2 separate regions of the Anser cygnoides genome follow, and region 1 is linked to region 2. Evidence: chromatin contacts called from public Hi-C data. All regions are on one chromosome and are shown on one strand. Each heading gives the region's core, a stretch centred on a gene start, on an enhancer-like site or on the middle of the called end of the contact. The rest is flanking DNA. Distances are from core to core; before and after follow the strand shown. Region 1 holds the start of UBB (ubiquitin B). Region 2 holds the start of LOC125183995.

The links. A called contact is a pair of places that touch in the nucleus more often than the background predicts.
Region 1: a Hi-C map of liver shows a contact between it and region 2, with 5 times the contacts expected there. The contact joins the promoter of UBB here to the promoter of LOC125183995 in region 2. A contact is called at or near these places in 2 of 7 Hi-C or Micro-C datasets (both in liver).

What each region holds. Positions count from the first base shown.
Region 1 is chr17:4,293,493-4,300,609 of Taihu_goose_T2T_genome, forward strand. UBB (ubiquitin B) reads right to left here and starts at 1,294. Exons shown (of 2, transcript XM_066979378.1): 1 at 1,250-1,294. The coding sequence starts at 1,279. LOC125183997 (a long non-coding RNA gene) reads left to right here and starts at 555. Exons shown (of 3, transcript XR_010825627.1): 1 at 555-1,142; 2 at 2,790-3,013; 3 at 6,693-7,024. DHX37 (DEAH-box helicase 37) reads right to left here. Exons shown (of 27, transcript XM_048073934.2): 27 at 7,112-7,117. It overlaps TRNAA-UGC (transfer RNA alanine (anticodon UGC)), which reads right to left and starts at 3,492; the gene lies at 3,421-3,492. It also overlaps TRNAD-GUC, TRNAF-GAA, TRNAD-GUC and TRNAA-UGC.
Region 2 is chr17:4,031,295-4,037,882 of Taihu_goose_T2T_genome, forward strand. It overlaps LOC125183995, which reads left to right and starts at 1,429. Exons shown (of 3, transcript XM_066979248.1): 1 at 1,429-2,300; 2 at 4,278-4,537; 3 at 5,165-6,588. The coding sequence starts at 2,228. The coding sequence ends at 5,830. The region is part of intron 17 of NCOR2 (nuclear receptor corepressor 2); the gene reads right to left. It overlaps LOC136786573 (a long non-coding RNA gene), which reads left to right. Exons shown (of 2, transcript XR_010825592.1): 2 at 741-1,160.

The DNA.
Region 1 (7,117 bases), core at 44-2,543, 260 kb after region 2:
CCGGGCCCCCTCCCTCCCCCCCTCCCACCTCCGCCGACGGTTGGCGCTGGGGGGGGAAGGGGGGGCAGGAAACGCCCCGGCCCGCGGCCCGCCCGCGCCCCGCCGCCTTTCCCACCGCGCCTCCCTCCCCTCAGCACACATCCAGCCCTCTCCCGGCTGCCCGGCCCGCACCCAGCCCCACGCACAGCCCTCGCTCCCCCTTCACCCGCTGAGGCGCGGCGGTGCCCGGCCGCGCAGCACTCACCACAGGACCCGCGGGCACAGCGCACGCACCCCTGCCCTCAGCCGGCTCCAACTACGCCACAGACGCCGCTCCCGCCCCTTATATAGCCTCCTGCGCCCCGCCCCCCGCGGTGCGGATCACTCCGCCGCGCACTATTTCGCCGCCGTCCCGCCGGGCGGGCGCAGGGGAGCGAGGCCCAGCGGCGCGGAGGGATCGGCGCGCCGCGAGGTGATGCGGCTCTGAGGGGCGGGCGGGGGGGGAGCGGCGCCGAGGGCACAATGCGGCGCGTCGCAAAACCCGGCCTGGAGCTCACGGAGCGGGGCTGGGGAGCGCTGTGCCTCCGTTTGGAGACGTCTAATGTGGCTAAAAGCTACTTGTCAGCCTCACGGTTTTATTCAGGGATTTTATTCAGCCCCAGAAGAGGCGTTCCATTTCAAACGTCCCTCGGTTTTCTTGCCGTGGGCAAGGTGAGGGGCTGCTCCGCTCGCAGGCCTCGCCTGGAGGCTGCTGAGGAAAGGAAGCACTTCTGTGCAAAGAGCTGTGTGGTGTTAAAGTCTCCCATGCTCATCACATCGCTAAAGGGAGAGAAGTGGCAGTATGGCCTCCCCATCCTGGGCCAGGAGCGGGGTGAGACAACACAAAGTGCCAGGTAAAGCCTGCGGGCAGGGCCGTGCTAAGGCTCTCTGTGCTGCCATCGCCCCTGTAAACGTGCTCCTGGCACGGAGCAAAGGACAGAAAAACTAAACCAGTGTCCAGCCACACACACACACACCACCACAGCGCTGGGACGCCCACCAGGCCCGTGGCTGAGGCAGATGATGGGCAGAGACCGGGCAGAGACCGCGTCAGGTCAGGGAGGCTGCAGGAGAGGCAGCAACCTGGCAAGGGAAATAGGACGTGAGGAACGAGTGAGTATGGAGTTTGAGGTATAATGGAGTTTGCAACTCAGGGATAAGGCCTTGCCAACTGAGGTAAAATCAACCACAAATAGAATTAATAACGCTTATTTATTAACTGTGGTCTCACAGAGCATGGTCTGTTAGGTCCGTGTTGCATTCAGTTGGCTCCTGTGCCATCGTAGTCAAAACGTACAGCAATTCAAGGGCGAAGCTGAGAACAAAATGAGGCTTTGTTTGCAAGATTCACTGGATGCCATTTGGTTCAATCCGCTTACAAAATCCTTCGTTTCTGTGCACCCAAAGAAAAACGCTGCCTACCGAACTGACGCGGCTGACACCCAGTGCTGCACACCAGTGGGAAGGGAGCGGAGACCCAGCAACAGCTTCGTGATTGGTTTGGGGGAAACCGGCCTGCGTTTCCCTGACACACAGAGCTCTTACAGGAGGGGAATGCTCTGGGGATCTTCCCAGCCTCTCCTGCCTTGCATTTGTATTAAAACACAGCATTGCAATAATAATCATAAAAAAAGAAAAAGCAGCTCAGACACCCAGGTGGTTTATCTGAAAAAAAAAAATAATAATCTACAAGTCTTTTGATTTTTGCTCAGAATGAGGTTGGAATCATGCTCAATGGCTTACAATGTATGCATGTATATAAACTAAATATTTGAATAGACTTTCTGTTTTAAGAGATCTTCCATCATCTGAAATTGAAAAATAATGCTAAGCTTATTCTTTAGTTACAGAATGTAACTCTGGACTAGTCCGCAAATAGTTGAAAAGGCACATGGCGCTCTATTTCATGACAAGATAATTTTATAACAGCCATAAATTAAGATGGTACAGCGCTGTTCTTTATCTAATTTGGCTAGGCAGCCAACCACTGAGCGCTGTGGGTGAATTTCATAGAATCAGAGAATCACTCAGGTTGGAAAAACCCTCTAAGATCATCTAGTCCGACTTTTAATTTGTACCTGAATTCTGAACCTTACAGCCAAATAGTGGAGCGACACGCTCCAAAAGCTTCAGATTCATGTTGTGTTCAGACTGCAAGGCAGATGTTATGCCCTAATGCAACCCAGTCCTTAAAGACGTCTGGTGGCTTGCAGGAGAACAATGCTTTCCCGTGCTGGGAGGAGCTTTCCACGAGCACAGCCACTTCATGTTTCTCCGACACCATCTTTGCAAGTAACCCCTTGCTAAGGTTTCAGGACAAGCTTGGTGAATAGCAGGACAGCGTTCCTAGCAGACCATGACGTATTGTACTGACAAATATTGATTTCCTGTGCCCAAAACACTCACACTTTGTGCCTATTATTGTAAACTCTTTGCGGCAGACACTGTCGCGTTCTTGTACCCCTGTGCAGCCTATATTCCAGAACTACAGCTGCTCAGAGAGATCCTGTCCAGTGAACTACTTACAGCAGGGATTTGCGAACACACCAGTAGCGTAGCCAAACTAACACCACTTAATAAATTACTACTCTGACAGGAAATGTCATTTACATGTGTCACTAGTCAGCAGTCCCCTACCAGAGGGAGCTGGACATGCTGTTGATAACTGAACAGGGTAAATAAAGCAGCTGGTAACTGAACTGGGTAGATAAAAGCTGTTTTGAGATCTGCATGGGCTCAGGTTTCTGAGCCGTACCTTTCATCCTTCGCAGCTCTGATGACTTTCCCAGTCCAGACACAGCCGTGCGAGCCAGGCCAGCCCAAGATCAAAGCAGTGAGTTGTCTCCTGAGAAGCCCTCACACCCTGCTCCAAGCAAAGCCTGGTAATGCTGCCAAGACTCCAGCTGGCCCAGGACAGCCGAGGTGAGCAGATACCACCGAGCCAGCTCAGAGCCAGCAAGGCTTCAGGAAAAAACTCCCACAAGCATCTTAGCTGGTGAGTACGGGAACCTGCCATGTCCTGGCTTTTTTTTTGCCTTCTCCTTTGTCTGTTTCTGGGAGCGTGGCGCAGAGAGCCCTGAAGCAGCTCCGTGCCGCCTGCAGGGTTGGGTGAAGGCGAGCTCTGGGGCTGTAGCGGTGTCAGGCAGGGTGAGCCGTGCAGCATCCCCCAGATTTCAGGGTTTGCATCTACAGGGCCACAGCTTGGCAAGAAAATACCCAGCTAGGCATAAAAATCTTGTGTTTGCATAGTCCTGTAGAGAACCAAGTGACAAAAGAGCCATCTGGTGCCCCCGCGGGCCTTTCTGGGCTGCACATCCAGGGTGCAGAGATGCCTCCTGGTGAGCGCGACGCGGCAACCCTAACCCCAGGTAAAATACGGGGCGAAAACGGAAAGAGCACCGCTGGAGATGCCGGGGATTGAACCCGGGGCCTCATACATGCAAAGCATGCGCTCTACCGCTGAGCTACATCCCCCTGCCCCGCACTGCCCACCCTGCCTGGCGGCCAGGTCCGTGCCCCCCGGGCTGCCCCGGCGGGCACCCAGCGCCCGGTCCCACCCCGGGGGCGGCCGCCGCTCGCCCCTGCTCCCTCGGGAGGCACCGGCAGGGCCAGGGCACGTCTGGCTGCACCGGCCGGGGCCTCCCCGGGGGGCGGGTGTGCGCTTCGTTAATTCGGCGGGTGGGGAAAGGGGCGACGGGAAGGGCGTGGGGGTGGGGAATAGGACGGGCAGCGAGATCCCTGGGCATGTCCCCCCGAGATCCCTGGGGCTGCTCGGCCCTGGGTCAGGCTGCAGTGGCACGCAGCAGCGCAGCACCCGTTTATTTATTTATTTCTCCGTCTTCGGAAATTGGAAAAGTGCAGGAAGGAAGAAAAAAAATAATCAGTAATTTAAAAAAAAAAAAAAAATCACAGGCCTCCCCGTCGGGGAATCGAACCCCGGTCTCCCGCGTGACAGGCGGGGATACTCACCACTATACTAACGAGGACGGTGCAGGCCGGGCGCACCGCGGGCCGCCTCACCGCCGAGCCCGCCGCCGCTCGGGCACCCGCCGCCCCCCGCCGCTGTCCCCGCCGGGACCCGCCGCCAAACGCCACGCGGAGCAGCCCTGCCTTCGACCGGGAGCGGGCCGCGGCTCCGGCGGCAGAACGATTCGCCCGGGTGAGAAAAGGAGAAAGAAAAAATGAGAAAAAGCTCTGCCGAAACCCGGGATCGAACCAGGGACCTTTAGATCTTCAGTCTAACGCTCTCCCAACTGAGCTATTTCGGCGGCCGAGAGCCCCCACGCTGGCTGCGGATACGACCCCGCCCCGCACCCGTGGGTGCCCTGCCCGCAGCGCGCTTCGGTCGCGAACGCGCGGGGGGCGCCCGCTGCCTGCGGGACGGCGTTGGCCGGGCGGGTCGGGGCTTCCCCCGCCTGTCCGCGCTGCTCTGCTAACCCCGGGAGAGCGGGGCTGGGTCCCCAGGGACCGCACAGCAACAGCCGGAGGGGTGCCCGCAGCGCGGCTGCAGCCCGCTTCCCCTGGCAAACAAACAAACAAAAAGAAAGTAAAAAATAACAAACCTGCAAAAAGCGTGCTCGGTTTTAGCGGTCTTGAGATGCAAAGCAGACAAACGCTCGCCTACAACCCCAGCCTTACCGGTGACCGAGCGAGGACCCCTGGCGAAGCACGTTCCCCGCCCCACTAAATAACGGCTTCCAGCACGTTCCAGCACCACCACGGGGCACAAAATAACTGCAGCCTCCCCGTCGGGGAATCGAACCCCGGTCTCCCGCGTGACAGGCGGGGATACTCACCACTATACTAACGAGGACAGGTGCTGTGTTGGGCCCCCCGGGTGCCGCTATAAGGCTCGGAGGCGCCGCAGGCTCCGCTCCCCCGCCCGGCCGTGCCGCTGGGTGCAGGGGGCGGCGGGGAGCGGGGGCGGCGGGGCCGGGAGCGGGGCCGCACGGCGCTGGGGACGGCTGGGCGAGCTATGTCTGCGCTGCCGGGACAACATTAGCCACCAAGGGGATGTAGCTCAGTGGTAGAGCGCATGCTTTGCATGTATGAGGCCCCGGGTTCAATCCCCGGCATCTCCACTTTTTCGTTTTCCTCCCCGCACGTGGTTTAAAGCTGGCCGTGAAGCCAGCCGCTTGTCGAGTTTCCGAAAGATCCGTAATTTCAGCTCTGTCGCGTGTAAATAGGCTCCGTGTCCGTTTTCCTGCCCGCGGCTGCCGCTCCGCACTGTGGCATTCCAGCATCTGTCACACGCACCCAGCTACCACAGGGTATTTCCCTTGCTCTAAAAAAAAGCTGATATTTCTGCAGCGCTACATATTCCTGCCACTTGTATCCTGGCCTGCAGCGTCTGGCACTGATGGCAGTTCCTGGGGGGCTGGTGGGTTACTGCCCGCACCTTTCACATTGCGGTGTTACGTGCAGCAGCAAATTAATACAGTGCGAGCAGGGGGGCTAGAAAAGGTGAAGAGTGGGTGAAAGGAAAGGGGAACTTGAGCTGCACATTTTCACACGAAGCTTGAGCAGTTTGCTTGTGCTGAAATTCAAGGGCAGAAACACAGTTGTCCAGACATGTTCAGAGTTTAGCTCTGAATTCCTCTCAGCTTCAAACTACTGCATCCTACCAAGCCTGAACAATGCTTCCCGGGCCCTTGGACGTCAAAGTGAACCGGGAAGAATTTCCCCCACGGTGGGAGTCAGCACAGGCAGGCAGCGGGAACAACCACAGACCCAAACGCAGAGTAGATTTATTCTCATTACCTCGCCAACCAGGGGATCCCCAAAGCAACACCCAGGCAGAGGCACGCAAGCGGGGACGCAGGAACCCTAAGCTGGGTCCATGCTAGGAGAGCACCAGCCTGTTGGTTTCGCCTGTTTATCAAGGGTTTGCACAGGCACAGTTTTTACCACCACGCTGTGATCCTCGCTGTGCTTCTTTGATCTCCTCTGTACCAAGGCTGGGAGCTGGAGCACGTCCGATAGCACGCCTCCAAGCCCACCGAACACCTCTGTTATCTGTGCACAGACGTGCTACTTGCCAAACACGCAGAGCACAAACAGCAGTGGGTACAATTTATGTGCTTTCCTACATTACAATTGTGCAGCTTTTATTCATGCTCGTGACCTTGCAGCTGGAAATATTTACAATCCTCCTCGCCAATCTTCGCTTTTAACCCATTCCCCCCAACACCACAGCTGCACACGTGCCTGCGATGAAGGATGTCACCCGAGCGTCCATTCAAGGCACTGCCCTGCCAGCCCAGGGAGCAGACCCATCTCATCATTTTCCTTACCACCACAAAACCACAGAAAATAGTATCAAAGCTTAGTTCAAAAAAAAAAAATCCACCCTGTGATCATGTTTTACACTGTTGTACAGAATACAGTTTAAACAAGTGTTTGGACTGCAGGACTACTGTCTGTGCTAAGGACTAAAAAGGCCTGTTTTGTATCTAATAGTTCTCTAGATTGTTAAATGTACAACCTGTGGGGGTCTGCAACAGCTTGCTCTTATTTAAAACATCTGTCTGCACAGGATGACTATTGCTTAAAGCTTCATTCACAGCCAACACCTGTTACCTGATTTAATTTTGATAACACACTGGTGTTTTGGCACTTGCTGAGCAGTACTCACGCAGCAACAAGGCTTTATTTTTCCCAACCTGCCCCACCAGGGAACAAGACGGGTGGGAAGAAGCTCGGGGCGGACACAACCAGGAGAGCTGACCTGGCCGAAGGGATAGTTTCTGTGCCACGTATCATCCTGCTGGGAGCCTGGCTGGACATCAGCCTGCTTGTGGGAGGTGGCAAGCGGTTGCCTTTGCCTCATTTGCTTTGTTTCTTACCTCTTTTTATCACTTTAATAAACTATCTTTATCTGAACCAATGAGTTTTCTCACCTTTGCACTTATTCTGCTGGGTGACAGACAGTGAGCAAGCAGCTCTGTGATCCGCAACTGCTGGCCAGGGTCAACCCCTCACAAGGCCTGAAGGTTCAGTCTGCATTGGGATCTGTAGTCACACATCAAGAAGGGCCCCACAAAGGTCTAAAATTGTACTTTTGGAACATCCTACATAGAAAACATTTCTCCCATCCGAA
Region 2 (6,588 bases), core at 179-2,678:
TCCCCTGCCACATGCCGGCTCTGCCGCCCTGCCCGCCGCCGCGGGGACGCTGGGGACGCTGCCACGGCCCCGCCGGGAGCTCGCAGCTGGCCGGGCAGGTGGCCGCATCCGTGCGCGGCTCACGAGGACAAGGCAGCCCGTGGGACCCAGCGGGGTGCCCAGCCGCCCTCCTCCTTACACTCAGGGCAGAGCAGAAGAGCAGCACCTGCTGCCCCGCAGGCAGGGATCGCCCGACACGCGCCCCGGGACGTGCCGTGCTACCCTCGCCTCGCGCCCCCGGCTCGGCAGCCCCCAGCCCCGCGCTCCCCGGCACACCAGCCCGTCTCGGCGCGGCCGTTCATTTCCCAGCGCAACTGAAACTATGACTAACTGAGTTATCAGATCGTACCCAGAGCTGCGCGGCTTGCCGTGCCGTGGGGGCTCGGCATGGCCTGGGGGCTCGGCACATGGTGGCCCTGCAACCGCGGGGTCTGTCCCTGGACACGCAGCTACAGCTCCACGCCAGGCACCAGCCCCAGTGTTAATTAACCCCGTCCTCGCCCCCCCCCCCAGTACTTACATGCCGCGGGTCTGGCTGCGCCGGGCGGGGAGCGTGCCCGGAGCATGCAGCGGGCGGGCTGGGACGGACGCGGGCGTTGGGGCGCGCTTCAAAGCCCCCCCGGGCACGCCAGCTCGCGGCGAAGCGCTGCGAGTGCTCCGCTCACGCCCGCCCCGCTCATTTTGCTTTCGCTCCCTCGCAGCAGCCGGAGAAAGAGAAGAAAGCAAAGCCGGTTCCTTAAATCCCGGGGGCGAGAGGATTTCAGAGCCATGGGCGGCGGAGAGCGGCGAGCGGGTGCCGAGGCTGGAAACCAGGTCACAGGCGAGAGAGTCCTGACCCCGGCGCCAGAAGTTGGAGGGGACACATGCTCTGTCCCCAGCTCTCCTCCAGCGGGGCGCGGGCGCTTGGTCCTCCCGCTCCTCCCGCTCGTGGCGGAGCTTTTCCAGCCGGCTGCAGCCGCGGTTGTTAAGGTGGATGGAAGCGCCTCCGGTATTTTCTCCCCTACCTCCTCGCTCAGCAGCCTGGGGCTACGGGGAGGGGAGGCTGTGCAGTTTCAGGAGATGCCCGATGTTGCCAAGAAAGAATAATAAATAAATAAGCCCACAGAAAAAAAAAAAAAAAGCAGCAGAAAGGCGCAGGGGAGGGAGCAGCCGACGGCGCGCTGCAGCTCCGCTCCTGCCAGCCCGGGGACGGGGAGCCGGTGCCGTCGGTATGTGGCGGAGCAGCGAGCGAGCTCTAATCTGTTCCTCTGGCTGACCCAGGGCTCATTGCATCTGAATGTGACCTCTAGACAGAGCATTAATAACGAACGTGGCACTGACCCAAGCTGACAAGGGGTGCGGCCGCTTGGCACCGGCTCCCTCCCTCCCTCTCTCACTTTCTGTCTCCCTCGCTCTCATCTGAATGTCAGCGGCAGGGGGAGGGATCCAGGAAAACAAAGCTTGGCTAATAGTTTCCTCCGCTCTGAAGTGAATCAAAGGCGCTTTTCTTTGGGGAGGTGCGCGCCGGCCGAGCCCAGCTGGGACAACGTGCCCCCAGCGTGGCTTGGCCCCGCAACCCGCGCCGCTGGAGAGGTTTGGGAGAGGACGCGGGACGGCGCAGCCGAGCCGAGCCAACGCAGGGGCTGTGTGGGCAGCGGTGCCACCACAGCCTCTGCCTTGGCACGAGCAAACGGGGGCTGGAGCGTCGCAGAGCAGGAAGGAAGAGGAGCCCGGAGAGCTGGGAGCACCCCGACGTGTGCTCGGAGGGGTAGATGAGGGGGCACCGAGGCGGGTGGGAGCCGGCCGCTGGCGGCCCCTCGGCTCTCCGCAGCTGCGGGTTTTTATGTGATCCTTTCCAAGGCTCCCCGGCGCGGCCGCCCTGCTCCACCCAGCTCTGGGAGAGGGTGGAGGGAGCCCGTAAAAGGGTCCCTTAATGGGAGCTCGTGCGGATTAACAGGACGGGGTTACAAGGGAAAAAAATAAGTGATCTCACTCCCCTACGCCTGACGGTACCTGGAGCAATCCTCCAGCACCCCTCGCACCCACTCCCCCGCTCGGGAGCGGGGATGGGGACACTCCTGGCACAGCCAAAACTGTAACCCAGCCCTGGAGAAAGACCAGCACCGCGCAAACCGTGGCATCCTGAAAGCGTGGTCGGCGTCGCTGGCAACCAGCGCTCCGCTGCCAGCCAAATTAGCGCGCCGCAGCGATGCTTTCCCCCGCTGATCTCAGAGCGGTTCGCAGCGTGCGGGCGCGCGTGGGAGAACCGAGACACAAAGAAGGTGAGTAACCGCTCCGGGGCCGCGCAGGCGGTGGGAGGCAGAGCCGGGCGAGCACCGGGCTCCTGACGCCGCGCCAAGCCAAGCAGCGGGGACGACGCGCACGCGGCCGGCCCACGTCCCCGCGGGAGGGGACAGCGGGCAGGCAGGGCGACGCTCGCCCGTCCTCGGGAACGCAGCAACCAGCATCGGCCTCCTGCCGCGCTCCGCACCTCCGGCAGCCCCGTGCTTGAACCTCCCCGACCCGGATTCCTACCGTCAGACACCTCGCCTCTCCTCTCGCCGCGCTGCGTCCCCTTCCTTCCAGCCCGCCGGCAGGGACGGGAGCTCGCCCTGCTCCCCGCGGTTCCCCCGTCCTGCCGGGGACGCGGGAGGCTCCGTCCCGCGGCCGAGCGCACGCGGAGCCACCGCTCCCCTCGTGCCCAAGTGCTCTTTCTTCACCTGGCTCGGATATTATTCCCGCTCCCTTATTGTTGAAAAAATAATGCTCAAAATTAAAATGTAGGCTGTAAATTATAGTAATTACCCAGCAGTTCCCCCTGACAGGCCTTTTGTGTTTCATTCGCTGACACTCGCTAAGCAAATCCTCGCAGTTTTCTCCTACATGCTTGAGAAATGTTCAGCCAACTGTGGCAGAAAGCGCAGCGCCGGGGGGGCACCACGGCAGCGACGTTACGGGCGTTATCCCAGGGGGCCACGTTCAATACATGCTGCCAAACACCTTGGCCAAAGGCAGCGTGGCCAGTTCACGCCTCGGATGTGGTTTTCCCCTCGTGGCACCCGATCCACCCCATCCGAATCGCCCCGACAATTTCCGCCTGCTGCCTCCCCGTAGCATCACACGCGCTTCAGGGCACGCGCACGGTTCCTCGGCAGCGTTTGTGGGGCTTCCCCGGCTCTGAGCACCCGGGGCACCCAGCCTGGATGGAGGGACCCCACGGCTCGTCCCACCCTGCTGCCTGGTCCCAGCACGAGGGACAACACGCAGCGACGGGCACAGGCTGCAAACCACCTTCTCCAGCCTACGCTTATTAACATCATCTTTTTTTTTTTTTTTAATTTTAAAGTATTATTTAACATTTCATATTGGAGAGGGGAAAGCTCCAGTGTGAGTGCAAGGAAGATGAAGAATGTACGGGGCAGGGCTCAGTCCCAGCTTCCCACGAAGACAGCATCGCCTGCTCCGCACCGGGCTGCAGCCAACTCCTTTTAAGAGCAAAGGCTGCCCTGCCAGGAAGGAGCGATGGAGGAAGAATGCACAGACCTACACAGACCTACCTCCCCCCGTTCAGCCAGCTGTTCGTTCAAATAACAGTGCAAAACCAAATTAGGGTTGGAAGAGCGCATGCTTGCGTGTGTTTACACACCCGTTCAGGCTCCAAAATAATCCTGTGCAGCGCGATAGCGTGCTGAAACACAGCTGTGCTCGAAAGGCGATGGGAGACGGCTGGTTGCTGCCACGGGCACGCGTGTTGCTGGGCTTGGCAGTGTGTTAATTTTAAGAAATCAACATTTTTAAAAAAAATCCTGCTTTTTTTTTTAATTATTAGTTTTATTTTTTATTTTATAGTTTCATGGACAAAATGGAACTGGGGAAAAAAAAAAATGGCTCAGGTTGGTCCAAAATTCATCTCGCTTTCTAAGTTGTTTTTTGGCAGAAGTGAAAATCAGCCCTCAAAAGAAAACCTGTATCCAAGGAAATATTTTGCATCCACCCAAAATGAACTATTTAGGAGTTTTCATGGGTTATTTAGCTCTTTGACATTGGCCTTTTACACTCTAAAATAAACACCAAAATGCTCACACGAGCAGCACGCACACGGCTGGCCCGCCGGCCCCGCTGTCCTCTGGGTGCCAGGACCGCTCATCAGTGCCTCCGACGCAACTTAGGAAGGGTCTCGGCCCCTACCCAAAGCCCGTTTCTCTGCTGTTACACATTTACTGTGATAGAAATCAAACACATGCCATCTCCTCCGCCAGCCCTGCTCGCCCAGGAGCTGTGTGCCCAGGAGGGCCCCTCTGTCCGCGCTGCTCGCACCCGTCCCCGTGACGCCTCCATCCCAGTGCTTCCATCCCAACACCTCCATCCCAACACCTCCGTCCCAGAGCCTCTGTCCCAGCGCCTCCATCCCAGCCCTCCCCGGCCAGGCCACACGGAGGCAAGGCGTGAGGAACACGATTTTGGCTCTGCCCCTCCAGCGAGGAGCGCAGAGCCTCGGCATGGCGTGGGAGGAACTCAGGTGAGCAAGACACTGCCATTTTTACGTGGCCTCTTTTCGGAGTACAAAACCACTTGTTAGACTCCAGGGGGCGGGGGGGGGGAAGCCCAGAGCCAGAGCGAGAACAGATACGAGACTAAAGATTAACGAAGGTCGCGCTGAAACCTCCTGGTTCATCGGGTTCAGCTCCGCCGCTATCGCGGGCTGCTCTGCGAGGCAGCCCCGCTCGGGCACGTACCGCTGCTTGCGCTCAGCACGAAGGGGGCAACAAACCCTCCTGGCTGCTGGGGCGTGCCGGGCTCCCTTCCCAGCCCACCGGCTCCTGCCAGCGGATCCCCCCCAGAAGCCGAAGCTGCCTAAACATTGCCCTGTAAGGAGCAGCGCCCGGCCGGCCCCGCAGAGCTCCGGGTAACGAAAGCCTCCTGCTTCCAACTTGGAATCGCGGCCCCTGTGCGCCGAGGCAGCAGCAGAAAAACACGCTAGCTACCCCGTAATTACACCAATCTCAGCACATTTTGACAGACTAGTGAATCAAAGTTTATTGCATAATAAAAGTGTCATTAAGCAAGAACTTTCCTCTCGCTAGGTTTTCGTTCCCCTAGTTAACTTTAATAACACGGTACTCCCCTTTATTGTCTCTCCCCACAGACCCGGTCCTGCCTTCTCCTACTTGGAAGCCCTCTGTGCAGCTCTGCCCTTCCAGAGCTCTCCAACTCATTTCCAGAGCCCTGCTTGGTGCGGCCGCTCGGCTCCGGCGTCGCGCTGTCCCAGGGCTGGTTCCCCTACGACGTGCCTGCCCGCCCTTTCCCTGCAGCAGAGGAGGGGGGTTTCATGCCACGCACAAAAAAGCTGATGGTGAGGCTGATCTACCTACCCACTCGCCAGTGCCAAGAGCAGAGGTCACCATCCTCCTCTTCCCAGGCACAGCAAGGCGCTAAGCAGCAGCGGCTCTGCAGCCTCCTGCGGCCCCTGAGGTTACCTCCGGAGTTTGGTCGCGCTGCGAGTCGGAAACCCCCAGCCTGCCAGTCCCTGGAAATGCCAAACAGAGCCACTTCGAAGCAGCAGCGCGGCTACTTCCTGGCAAAGGGGAATTTGGCTTCTCTGCAGAAGTCTGGCGTCGAAACCTCGGTTTCCCGGGTTGTAGCGGGCAGGGGAACGTCAGCCCAGCAACCAGGCTTTGCAACAGCAAATCCCCCTGCCCCTGCCTGGCCCCCGGGCTGGAATAACGGGGTCAGGCTCAGCTTACGCAGGAGCAGGAACCACTACGTGCTCCCACACCTCATCTTCCACGCAGGCTTTGGCGGCTGGTTTTAGGACTCCTTAAGCACGCGTCCAGCATCCAGCACAAAACAGCGAGAGGCGCTTTTTTCCAACCAGATGCGATCTCCAAAACAAAGCAGCGCTCAGAAAAGATCCCTCCAGCAGCACTCCCCTGCTCGGCACCTGCTCACCCCGCTGCCTGGCTCCGGGCCAGGCTGCCTGATTAAAGTCTATCCATTAAGTTTTGCATCCATAGAGAGCTACGCTCAGCAACGCGCGAGATTGGCACCGGGCTGCAAAGAGGGTTGGAACAGCTCAAAGGCGAGCGAGCCAAACGTTTTGGGATATTCACAGGCAAAGTAATCCGAGTCCACAGCTCCCACCGGCACCTGGGAAGCCGGGGCTCCAGAACATGTAATCGCCATCCTTGCAGCAGGTGCATTTTCCAAACCGAGCTGAAGCCACTAACGTGCCTGCCTGCGCTTGCCATCCCCGAACGGCGCTCATTTCCATTTTAATTTCGCGTTTACAATCCTCACCGGGCCAGGAGAATCAGCAGCCACGCAAGCAGGATGCACGGGCCGGGGATGTGAACCCGGCAGCGGATCGACAGGACGTGACTTTGGAAAAAATTAAAGCAGCGAGAGGGCTGGCACGGGAGCTGCGCGGAGGGAGGGGGAAGTGGCAAGCAGGGCTGTGCCACACTCAGCACTTTTTCAAAACGGTCTCAGCAGAGGCTCTGAATCAGCTCAGGATGTCGAGAGCCCCGCTCCTGCCCGCAGCTCTCGCGAGCTCCCCACTGCACGCCGGGG